2 separate regions of the Pan troglodytes genome follow, and region 1 is linked to region 2. Evidence: chromatin contacts called from public Hi-C data. All regions are on one chromosome and are shown on one strand. Each heading gives the region's core, a stretch centred on a gene start, on an enhancer-like site or on the middle of the called end of the contact. The rest is flanking DNA. Distances are from core to core; before and after follow the strand shown. Region 1 holds the start of PDGFC (platelet derived growth factor C). Region 2 has its middle 370 kb from the start of PDGFC.

The links. Hi-C and Micro-C count contacts between places; a contact is called where the count stands out from the background.
Region 1: a contact with region 2 is called in a Hi-C map of stem cell-derived neural progenitor cells, with 2.8 times the contacts expected there. The contact joins the promoter of PDGFC here to the enhancer-like site in region 2. A contact is called at or near these places in 1 of 7 Hi-C or Micro-C datasets (stem cell-derived neural progenitor cells) and 1 of 1 datasets of contacts at active chromatin or transcription factors (stem cell-derived excitatory neurons).

What each region holds. Positions count from the first base shown.
Region 1 is chr3:158,769,483-158,774,989 of NHGRI_mPanTro3-v2.0_pri, forward strand. PDGFC (platelet derived growth factor C) reads right to left here and starts at 4,242. Exons shown (of 7, transcript XM_063809961.1): 1 at 4,054-4,242; 2 at 3,073-3,306. The coding sequence starts at 3,190.
Region 2 is chr3:158,397,494-158,403,682 of NHGRI_mPanTro3-v2.0_pri, forward strand. No RefSeq gene overlaps it. Among named protein-coding and RNA genes, the nearest start is that of PDGFC, 370 kb to the right of the region's middle. Within about 2 kb of position 2,893, at least 2 of the 24 cell types and tissues checked have an H3K27ac peak or open chromatin away from gene starts, as enhancers often do. A contact at or near this core is called in stem cell-derived neural progenitor cells, where this site is marked.

The DNA of each region.
Region 1 (5,507 bases), core at 2,992-5,491, 370 kb after region 2:
GAACTTAATCATTCCACAATAGGCGTTCTCATCTAAAACCAGCGTGCACAAAATATGAGTATTTTTCACCATGGTCATACAACAAGTATACAGGCCAGACACCCTCCAAGCAAGTCAATGTTATCTTTTAATCTATTTCCTCAAGTTAAATCTGAAGACTCTTGTTTTCATATGTGAGACAGGGTCAGAAGTAAGGTTAAAAATTAAGTATAGTATATGAAGTCAACTTATAATATTAGAGGATAAAACTTTGTACAGTAAAAGTGGCAAGAATTGCAATCCAATGGTAGGTCAAAAACCAGATACCTAACAATATTGTAAATGACACTAACCCTTCAAAGCTAATTCTGAACCATGTCCACATGATCCAGTCTAAATCCATGTATGCAGCATTGGCTACAGCAATCAATTTCCAATTCTACCTCCTCTTGAAATACCAAGTTAATATTAAAACTGAGCAGCCCGAGGTACCTGATTGAGTAATCACCATTAGGGACTTTAGAATACTCAAGAAAAGAGAGTATCATGAGGAGGGGTCCTTGGAGACAAGAATGAGCTGCTATAGTCATAATATATCAATTTGGACATTTCAGAGTTAGAGAAGACCTTTCACAAAACGATGCAATGCACAAACTGGGCCAATGGGATCTTCTATGTGGTATCCTCAAGGAGGGTTCATATTTACAGGACTGTACAACTGTCAAAATTGAGACAGCAACAGGGCAATCAAAATTCAATCATAATTCAGTATGTGGGCAAAAGATTACCCACATAATGGAAAATTTGAAAGACAAAAAGAAGAAGAAGTAGAAGTAGTAGTAGTAACGGTAATGGTAGTAGCTCTAACAAATCTGGTTACATTCCAGGGGAATCTTCTTCAGCACCCACCTGTTACCCTCAAATCTTGAAACATTGACGTATAAAAATCAACCTGAGCATGTGCAAGAAAATAGCTCTATATTGCCCCCTAGTGCTGGCCAGTGCCACTTCTCCTTGGGCTAAAAACTACAAGTAGTTCCTCTACTTCTAGTTACTTCCTGCTGCCATTCTTAACATAGACCAACCCCCAAACATAGCCTAATCCTCTACCCACAGATTAGGAAACAAGCAGCAATTTTTAGCATCATGCATCTTAGGAATGGAAATGGCCCAGCCTCAGATGGCAACAGAATGTGTGTGGCCTGGCTTAATGAACTCATCTCTCCTGGAGGTGTGAATCTACTTGGGTAAAGTGGCCTATGACCACATGCTGCATGACAGCTCTGGGACCCTTACAAAGTGATGATAGCATGGGGATCACAAGAGAGAACTAAAAGGAAAGGACAAAGAGAAGCACAGGTCAGCAAAGAGATTCGGGCAGATGCCAAGAGAGGCTTGATAAGACAAGGCAATAGGAGAAATGATATGGGACAGGAACAATAAAAAACAGAAGCCAGGAAGCCAGGAATATTGTGCATTGTTGTCATTATGGAGGAGCTTGGCTAGTAAGAAGCAATATTTTGAACTGGACATTTATTTTACATGAGAAAGAACAAAGGTTGGTCTGATGTGTTTCCTGCACGGGTACAGCTGGTGCTGTGGCTCCTTTGATCACTTTCCCCCAGACCTCTGCAGCTACTGTGATTAGAGATACATCCCTAGGCTGCCCTTTGATCAGCAGCTCAAGGAGTCTGCAGGTGCCATGTGGCATCACATTAGCAAGTTGTAAGAAGCACCACACTAATATTAGCTGATAAATGTGATACTATGTCTTGCTGCGCAACAGCAAATACAAATAACGTTTGCAAAAGTCAGCAGAATCCTTATTTTATCTACTTTTATACCCTAAAACTTTCTGTGCTTTCTTAAACATGAACACTTCATAGAGTTTAAATTCAAAGTTGAAGTCTTGAAACACCCCAATATGAAAAGGAGAAAAAATCACTCTGACTTAAAACTATAGCACATCCTATCTTAATTTTGTAGGTATGCCACTTGTGTTCATTTTGCATGGTTAATCAAGTGACAGAATCCTTGCATTCTGAATAGATGATATACAAAGCAGTAAAAACATGTATATTCCTTTTCAAATTACAGTAAGAGCCACCACTTGTAAACAGGGCGTTAAATATTCCAATTTTAGACAGCCTACATGAACATTGTGGTTTCATGTGCAGTATAAAATTTCTATTTACAAAGTATTCTCAAAAATGACTTCATAATGTTAGATGAAGAGAAAAAGAGTTTAGAAATTGAATGATGTAAATCATATGGGTTCAGAGGCTAAGCAAATTACACACCCTGAAGCTGCCCTGGCTTTATGAAAGGAGCCTTTCTCCAGCTCTGTGCAATCCCAGCCCAAGGGAACTTGCATCTGAGAGTTTTCTAAACATTTCAGGTACACTTGAAAGCTGAAAGTAATTCTCATTTCCTATGCAGGATTAAGTCGTTTCCAGCACACACAAAATAGCAGTCATTCACCAACACATACAAAAACACACCACCAGAAAGGTAAGGACTTCAGAGTACAAAGGCAAGTTTAAAAAACAAAAAACTAGGGAGCAAGAGAAATACACTTTTTAATTCCTCTAAAAACGACCACACAGCCTCTTGACCTCTATATTTCCTATCTACTCATTGATTAATTGATGACTTCGACCTAGAATGCTTCAATTAATGCGGCTGATACATTCCCTGACCGACCCCCCTCGCCCTCCCCAAATCTGAGTAAAGTCAAACATGCCAAGGCTCATTCATTTTGGATTCGTTTTTAGAGGCAGTTCTTGAACTTCTAACTTTGGCAATGAGCGAACCTGCAATGTGCATTTGAAATGACGTTCACAATCGCTCCCAGAATGTCCTCACTCTGCAATGGCACTCACGTTGCCCTCTTGGAGCTTTGTGGCAGCTCCCGAAGTTGCAAACTACACTTAACCTTTAACAGTCCATGCCAATGAACGCAGCGCACATTTGCATGTAAAGAGAGACCAACGATACCTTCACAGTCTGGTATACATCACATACCAACGCACAATGCCAACGTTAACACACACAGCGAGAAACAAGCAGGGGGAGAATGGGGGAAAGACTCACCGTTCTGTTCCTTGTTGCTGGAAAACTGGAATTTACTACTCAGGTTGGATTCCGCCTGAGTCCCCTGTCTCTGGCCGGCCAGGGCAGATGTCAGCAGGAGAAGCCCGAAGAGGCTCATTTGGCTGACTGGGGTGAGAGCTCACTCACGGCGGGCACTTTGGAAGCAGCGACTCCCGAGTCTCTTTCACCACCGCCAGGGGAAGGCTGCACTGGGGTGGAAGCGCCGAGCCTGCTCTGGCAGCAGAGAATCGCAGGGTAGTTTCCACATAATCCCATCCAAAACTTTTTCCTAGAGCCCTCTTCTGTGTCTCCAGTTTTTGAAAAGGATCAAAGCAAAACCTGGACCTGAACCAGTTTCCCAAGGTTTAAACAAATCCTGAGCTGTGGCGAAGTGGTGGGGGTGGGGGTGAAGGCGAGGGAGGAATGAGGGGGTGGGGACGCGGGGGAGCGGCGAGAAGTCCCCAGCAAGTTGCTGGGAGCACCTGTCAGTTCGGGGGACAGGACAGAGGCGAAAACTCAAGGGTTGCCCGCAGCCAGACTGGAAGCCAAGTCGGCGGCGAGCAGTTTCTGATCAATAACAAAGCTGCCAATAGATGCGGCTCTCCGGGCGCCCCTCTCCCCCGCCCCACCCCCCACCCCCGAAGGGGGAGGGGGAAGAAACAAGGCGAGGGCGCCGCGGCGTGTCCCACGGGCCGGGGCGCCGGAGCGGGGCCGGGGGGCTCCGGGCCGACGGCGGCCCGGGCGCAGGCGGAGAGAGGCCGCGGGGCTCCCGCTCCTCAGCCCGGAGCGCAGTTGGCCCCGGGTTCGGAGCGCCGCAGCACGGATTCCGGCACCTGGCTTGAGTTTTCCGCGACCAAAGTTCACCTTGTTCGGGCTCGTCCCCCGCTCCTCAAAGCCTGGGGCAATTCGGCCGCCCGGGGTCACCGCGGGGCTCCGGTTGTTCCCCGTCCCCTCCCCCCACGCCTCGGGCTCCGCGCTAACCTCGGGGCTACGCGCGGCGTCTCCGCACGGGGTGAAGAGGGAAGGCCGGGGCGGCCGGGAGGATCCGGCTTGTCCCCTCCCCTTTTCTACCTTCCCCCCGCCGGGCGGCAGACAGGAGGTGGGGGCCGTGGGCCGAGCCCGGGCGGAGCGCGCGCCTGGCGAGCGGGGGCGGCTCAGCGGCTCTCCCGCAGGCGGCCGATGGGGCGGGCGGGGGTCAGCGCCTCTGGGAGGGGCAGCCCTGGGACGCGTCCGCGCGAGCGGGCTTGGCCGCCCACTGGCTGTCAACAGGTGCTGCGCAGACAGGGGGTGCTGCGGGACTCGCTGTGGGCAAGACCCCGGTGGCCCAGGAGAGGAACGCGGCCAAGGCGGCCCCTGCTTTCCCTTCCACGGAACACCTCTAACCCCAAATACAGAGCACGATGGGTGGTGAAGGGTGCTGCAGAAGCAAGAAGTGGGAAAGAACTTCCTGCAGCTCTCCTTCTCCCGCCCCCTGTCGCCTGACTTGTCATTAGTTTCCAGGAGGGCTCCCCACTCCCTAAGGTCTTTGCTGGGACCCTTGGCCAGAGTTTCAGAACAGAAGGAAGAAGGGAAATGAATTCAAAGGCTTTCCTCCAATTTCCAGCTCCCTAAAGCAGGACAGATAAAGCAAAAGTAAAGGCAGCCAAAATAACATTCATTTAACAAGTACTATATTTACTGAATGCCTACTATGTCGGGCACTGTTTAGAGGTTGGAGCCGCAGCAGTGAAAACAGACAAAAGTCCCTGCCCTCGTGAAGCATACGTAGTAGTTGGGCAGCATTAAGCTAATAGCAAGCTCTTCTGAGAATGATGTCTAAGGGACTCAGAATGATCCTGCAACCTTGGACTTTCCTACAATACAGCCTCTAACAAAACTAGGCTGCCCTGAACCCCTGGTGATAGAATTGTTTACATTTACACCAAAAAGGTCAAGAAAGAACTGAAATCTGTATGTGGCTTGTGTTCAGGCTGACTTGGAGAGAGAGGCCGATGCTTTAAGACCTAAAGTTCTCATGAGGTAGTCTGAAATGAAACACACATGCCAAGCAGGGCTTATGGTGGTTCCATGTCTGCTAAATATGTCTGTGACAGGATCCAACGTGCTTTCTTTGGGGAGAAGCAGAAAATCATTGTCAATGTGTTAAAGGCACAAGCAGAGAGTCAGAAAAGTTGAATTTTAAAATGAAGCTATTTTTGAGTAATAATCAAAATGGAAACAAGGAAGTGCCATGGCAGGCAAATCAGCAATATCACCCAACTTCTTGTGGAAAAAAAGTCAATGCAAACAATTCGACCATCAAGAACACTTGGGCTGGAACAGAAAACCAAAATAGCAATGTCCCTGAAACTAAGGAGTGGCATTTGGGCAAGAACATATTCTTACTGGACCAAACCAGGGGCTGATCCTTCTTCAGTGGTGAGGAAAATGCCAAG
Region 2 (6,189 bases), core at 1,643-4,142:
CCCCTCTCTGTTTCCTCATCTACAAAATAGAAAAAGCAACAGCAACATTTTCTCTGGTTTGTAGTAAGGATCAATGTGCTTAGAACATGACCGTACACTGTAATCACAATATAAATGTGAGGCATTCCCATTATTTTGGCAGCTAGTATTGTGCCTGCCATATAACTCTTGGTCAATAAACATACATGTCCCCCTACAGTCACATTTGATCAACCTAACATGATTGATTCCCTGAGAAGCAATTAGTTCTGAAGCTAAAGCATATCCCATGGTCTAAACTCAATATACCTTTGAGTAGAATTCTGAATTGAATTTTTTTATTGAAACTTCTGCTCACACCAGTTGAGAGCTTAATTTTATCATCTAGGCAATCTGAGCAGGTGGCTGATTTCTGAAGCAGCCTTTCTACAAAATCAATGAAGCAAAAGAAAGGAGTGAGAAGACTCACGAGAAAACACTCATAAGAAAATAAGATTTAGAGTTTATGTAAAGCAGCCTTCTTCCAAAACAGGATTATTGGTAGGGTGGAAACAAAAGTAGGAAAGAGTAGAATCAGGTCAATGAAATTTTTATGTGTTGTATACTGACATTTTTACCAGAAATTTTTTTTAACGCAAAGCAGGGCATGCTTTTCATTGACTTTTCCTCCATCACTCTCATTGTTTCCTCTTCTTAATGAGAAAACAAGTATTGCACTGCACAGATATCAGCCCAGATGGGGATGGAGACCCATCGAAAGGTGGAAATGCTTCTTAAGCCTTAGAGAAGCATCCACAAGGACCAAGCTCAGGGTAGACTCTTATCTAAACCTTGTGGGTGTGTGAATTTCAAGCCACAAGTCTTGTGAGAACAGATTGAGGCACCGCATTCCTGGTATTCCTCTCCAGTGGGACCAGAAATACCCAGGGTGAAAGTTTCTCATGTGCTTCTTGCCAAAATACTACACTCCAAACTCCCACAGTACTCCCTTCTGCAATGAATTCTAATTTGTTTCAAAAATAAATCTAGCACTTACATGGGAAAAAAAAAACTCTCTGCTCAATGATATTGAGGGGCAGAATCAAAATGAGGTTCAAAAAATAATAGTCCAGAAGATAAAATCTTTGGTAATTTGAATCTTATTGTAGTAAATATCTTCTGGGTAAAGGTTTTTTTTTCTTTTTTTAAGTTTCCTATTGAATGACTTCTCCAGGAGTCTGCCACAGAGTATATAGGCAACAACTACCTCATTTCTAGGTCAGCAGAGATTCTCTGCATATACAGAGAAAGTCGGCATCCAAGTCCCAGCATCTGTCTGTCATTAGGCAGACCTGTGCTTAAAGCCACAAAGAGAGTAAATGATTTTCATCGTCAAAACCTAAAATAATCTAGAAGCAGCCTAATGAAAATCAGTCAGCTGTGCTGATTATTTTAACGTGCTTTTGGTGTAATTTTTATGGGAAATAAATGTATTAGAAGAAATCCTGAAAGTATTTTTGGAGGAAGTTGCTTATATTGTCTATTAATATGAGGATGAGGAAGAAGTGGAAAAAGGGGAACATTAGCAATTGCTCAAGAGGGTAATGCAAACTTTAAAGCAATAAATTATAACCAATTTTACATTGTTTATGATTAGGAAGGCAAATAACTAAAAACAGTGGACTCTTCTCTTAGAGAACAGGATAGACTTTATCAAGTGAGTTGAAATGCATTACAGAGTTCTGCTATCCAATAAAATATACTCCACCAACTGGCAGGGCACAGGAAATGCTCCCAATCCAAGCTCGTCTTCAGTTAAAGGAATTTGACTTTAAGCAGCAAGCGTACATTATTTTTATAAAGGGTCTTAAAGAAATGGGATTAGTGATAGGACAGTCTGGTTTGCATCTGCATAGGATCAATTCTTGTCCAGGTAAAGTGGACCATATGGAAGAATGCTCTGGAACTCCTTAGACATTGAATTTCTCAGTTAAATACAAAGAATTTATTTTAGCTAATTAATTTAACCTCTTACTTTGTTATATTTTCATAAAGCTAATTTTAAAAAATCCTAGAAACTAACCTGATGTTAATGTCACCTATTATTTTGCCCACTATAATGCATAATGGACTGGCCAGTATACTTTTAGCAGCAATAAAATGAGCTGAAAAAAAACCTATAAAATATATGGAGTGGAACATTGTTCCCTACAAGGACAAATGATGGCTATTACATTTTCCAAAAACTACTACTGTTGAATAACTCTTTGCAAAGTCGATTTTGGACCATCTCAGAAATGGTGCCTTTCCTTCTTTTCAACAGTAGGTAAGAATGATGCCTTAGGTTTCCCAGAAGGACTAGCTGGAGTAGAATGCATCCAAATAGCAAAGTTACTTGCCAAAACGTTGAAAGACTTCTGCTTGCAAAATGGGACTTTGCATGCACTGTTTACTCTCTTTCCACGTGAATGGAGTTTCCAATCCAAGATGTCCATTTGGATGCAACAAGTCACTAAAGAATAAAATCAGCGAGGTTTGTCTAAACATGTTAGTATATTGCATCTGATTGCAAATTATGTTTGCTTTATTTCATTGTATTCACTGTTCATATTGTGATTGCTTAAAGTCCAAATCTACAATACATTTGGAAGATTCCTAGACTTCTTTCACATTTTCCATGTTAGCAAATGTTCCCTTTACCACACTCTTTCACACACACACCTGTTAAGTGTAACTGCTCTTAAAATTGGAAAAGCTGAAAGAAAACAACTCTTTTTAGAAATGACCCAGGTCAGGAGGCTCCTGGTTTTTATTGCCACTTCAAAGCCAAACCAGATAAACTGGCTTAAGGTACTACTTTGGCATTGAACGGAATTCAATACAGCTGTCTGAGTAGCAGAAGCTTTGAGGTCATAGTAATTTTGCTTGAAAGGCTCACCCCTCCTCCATATATGGGCGAGTTGCTGTGCTTCCTGTTCCTTTGTGCCAAGAATTCCTCTCCTGTCCCCTGACCCAGCAGACTCAAGACTTCTAATTGTGCTGATAATTTCATTCCTCATCTTTTCAGAAAGTCATGTGAGAGATTTAGCTCTGGTACTTAATTTAAACTGTTTATATTTCCTTTACAGTATGCTCCAACCAGCAGCGCGGACCGCAAGTGGAGCCCGGCAATTGGAAATTTGCAAATGCCTGGATGCCACGTTTTCCATCTTCTTTAGATATCCTTGACTCATACATCCTGTCTGGGCTAATGTTGGTTTTCTGATTGCAGTGTGTCTGGAGTCTCAACAAGTGCCCAAGCCACCCTCAAAGGGTCACTCCTTGTTTCAAGAGCACTTGTGCTTGCCTTGACCTCTCTGTCCCTCTCTGATTCCACTTAGGAAGCTGCTTAGTTCCATTTTTCAACTGAAAAATTATCCTCTGCTTCAGGCCACTCTGTCATACTGGTTTGTGTAGTGTTTTAAAGCTAATTTGAACTAGGCAATGTCTTAGCCTTAGATATAGACAGATAATTTTCCAGATCAGACAAGCTATAGTAAAGCTTCAAAGGGAAAACTTTTATTCCTAAAGAGAATAGAAAACTCATCTGTGTTATTCACATTGTATTTAAGAAATGACCCAAGTTGAAAATAAATGTGACATGTGAAACTGAATATCCACTAATATTTCTGGTAGCTTCTGCAATTATGTCTAAGGTTTTCCATTTTACTGTTGAGCTTTTATAATAAATACAAGGACCAAGAATCATCTTCTGACAATAAAGCAAGAGATCAGTTCAATTGAGACTATTAGGCAGAAGTGGGAAACTGGAAGAAATATATTAATCTTTTTCTTCTGAATGTCTACAATGTAATGCCAGATTAAAACAAAACCAAATAAAACAAAAAAAGAAGCAGATGAACTTAACAAGAAAGGTTATAAATACCCAAATGTTTAGGTACCATTATCATTACTTCTTCTTACATTTTAAACTGGTTATTTCTACAAACTATTTGGTGCACATTTAAACTACTATCTTGAATTTTCAAGCAAAATTCCTCATATGAACATTATGTACCAATAATTGATATTTTAATTGATCTAAGATTAAATATAAGTTAAAGATATTGATGGCTTCCAATTTTTGTCTTATTTTTAAGAAAGTTGGGTCCATATGAACAGTCTTCTCAGTAACCAAAACTTGACATAAACTAAATATTTGCAAAGTTTCTAAAATTCAAAAGCATCATTGTTTGTTTTGTCTAGATTTTTTCTCAATTTTCCATGGGCTCCAGCACTTCCTGTCTCAACTTGTGACCAGAAAAGAAACTACCAAAATGAAGCAGGAAAGGTTGTTTCTATTTTGCAGTTGAATATGCCAGCCAGGAATCAGGGGGTATTAGCAATTTCATAGATTGTCCCAACTGGAAAACACAGATGTTGTCAAATGTTACACATGTAATAACTACATCCTTTGAAGTTTGGTCATAAGCAGTATTCAAGAAAGAGAAAGAGAGAAGGAAAGAAGAAAGGAAGGAAGGAAGGAATGAAGGAAGGAAGGAAGGAAGGATATCAACATTCTAGAAGTAGAGCTGATGTACCCTGTGATGGGAGAAGTATACAGGGCAAGTTGATATGCCAAAACAGTGGGTAGGATTCCCTCACCTCATTGCCATGTGTTGAAGTTGGTTCACATAACACAGGGTTGTTCAAATGCCAGCTGATATTATATAATAAATCTATTCTTCAGCTACCAAATACAGCCTAATTTAATCATTTAATTATCTGCATTTAACTATGCAAAGATATTTCACCAACAAATAATTTTATCTTAAAATGTCAAATATTTAAGTATTTACTGTCAGGCCTCTGAGCCCAAGCCAAGCCATCGCATCCCCTGTGATTTGCACGTATACGCCCAGATGGCCTGAAGTAACTGAAGAATCACAAAAGAAGTGAATGTGCCCTGCCCCGCCTTAACTGATGACATTCAACCACAAAAGAAGTGTAAATGGCCGGTCCCTGCCTTAAATGATGACATTACCTTGTGGAAGTCCTTTTCCTGGCTCATCCTGGCTCAAAAAGCACCCCCACTGAGCACCTTGCGACCCCCACTCCTGCCCACCAGAGAACAAACCCCCTTTGACTGTAATTTCCCTTTACCTAGCCAAATCCTATACAACGGCCCCACCCTTATCTCCCTTAGCTGACTCTTTTCGGACTCAGCCCGCCTGCACCCAGTGAAATAAACAGCCATGTTGCTCACACAAAGCCTGTTTGGTGGTCTCTTCACACGGACGCGCATGAAATTTGGTGCCGTGACTCAGATCAGGGGACCTCCCTTGGGAGATCAATCCCCTGTCCTCCTGTTCTTTGCTCCGTAAGAAAGATCCACCTACGACCTCAGGTCCTCAGACCCACCAGCCCAAGGAACATCTCACCAATTTTAAATCAGGTAAGCGGCCTCTTCTTACTCTCTTCTCTAACCTCTCTCTGTCCCTCAACCACTTTCTTCTTTCCACTCTTCAATCTCTCCCTTCTCTTAATTTCAATTCCTTTCATTTTCTGGGAGAGACAAAGGAGACACATTTTATCTGTGGACCAAAACTCCGGCGCCGGTCACGGACTGGGAAGGCAGCCTTCCCTTGGTGTTTAATCATTGCAGGGACGCCTCTCTGATTATACACCCACGTTTCAAAGGTGTCAGACCACGCAGGGACGCCTGCCTTGGTCCTTCACCCTTAGCGGCAAGTCCCGCTTTTCTGGGGAAGGGGCAAGTACCCCAACCCCTTCTCTCCTTGTCTCTACCCCTTCTCTGCTTTCCTGGGGCAGGGTCAAGTACCCCTCAACCCCTTCTCCTTCACCCTTAGCGGCAAGTCCTGCCTTCCTGGGGCAGGGGCAAGTACCCCTCAACCCCTTCTCCTTCACCCTTAGTGGCAAGTCCCGCTTTTCTGGGAGAGGGGCAAGTACCCCTCAACCCCTTCTCTTTCACCCTTAGTGGCAAGTCCCACTTTTCTAGGGGGCAAGAACCCCCAATCCCTTATTTCCACACCCCAACCTCGTATCTCTGTGCCCCAATCCCTTATTTCCATGCCCCGACCCCTTATTTCCATGCCCTGACCCCTTATTTCTGCACCCCATCCCTTATTTCTGCACCCCGACCTCTTATCTCTGTGCCCCAACCCCTTTTCACACTTTTCTGGAAGGTAAGAACCCCCGAACCCCTTCCCTCCGTTTCTCTACTCTCTCTTT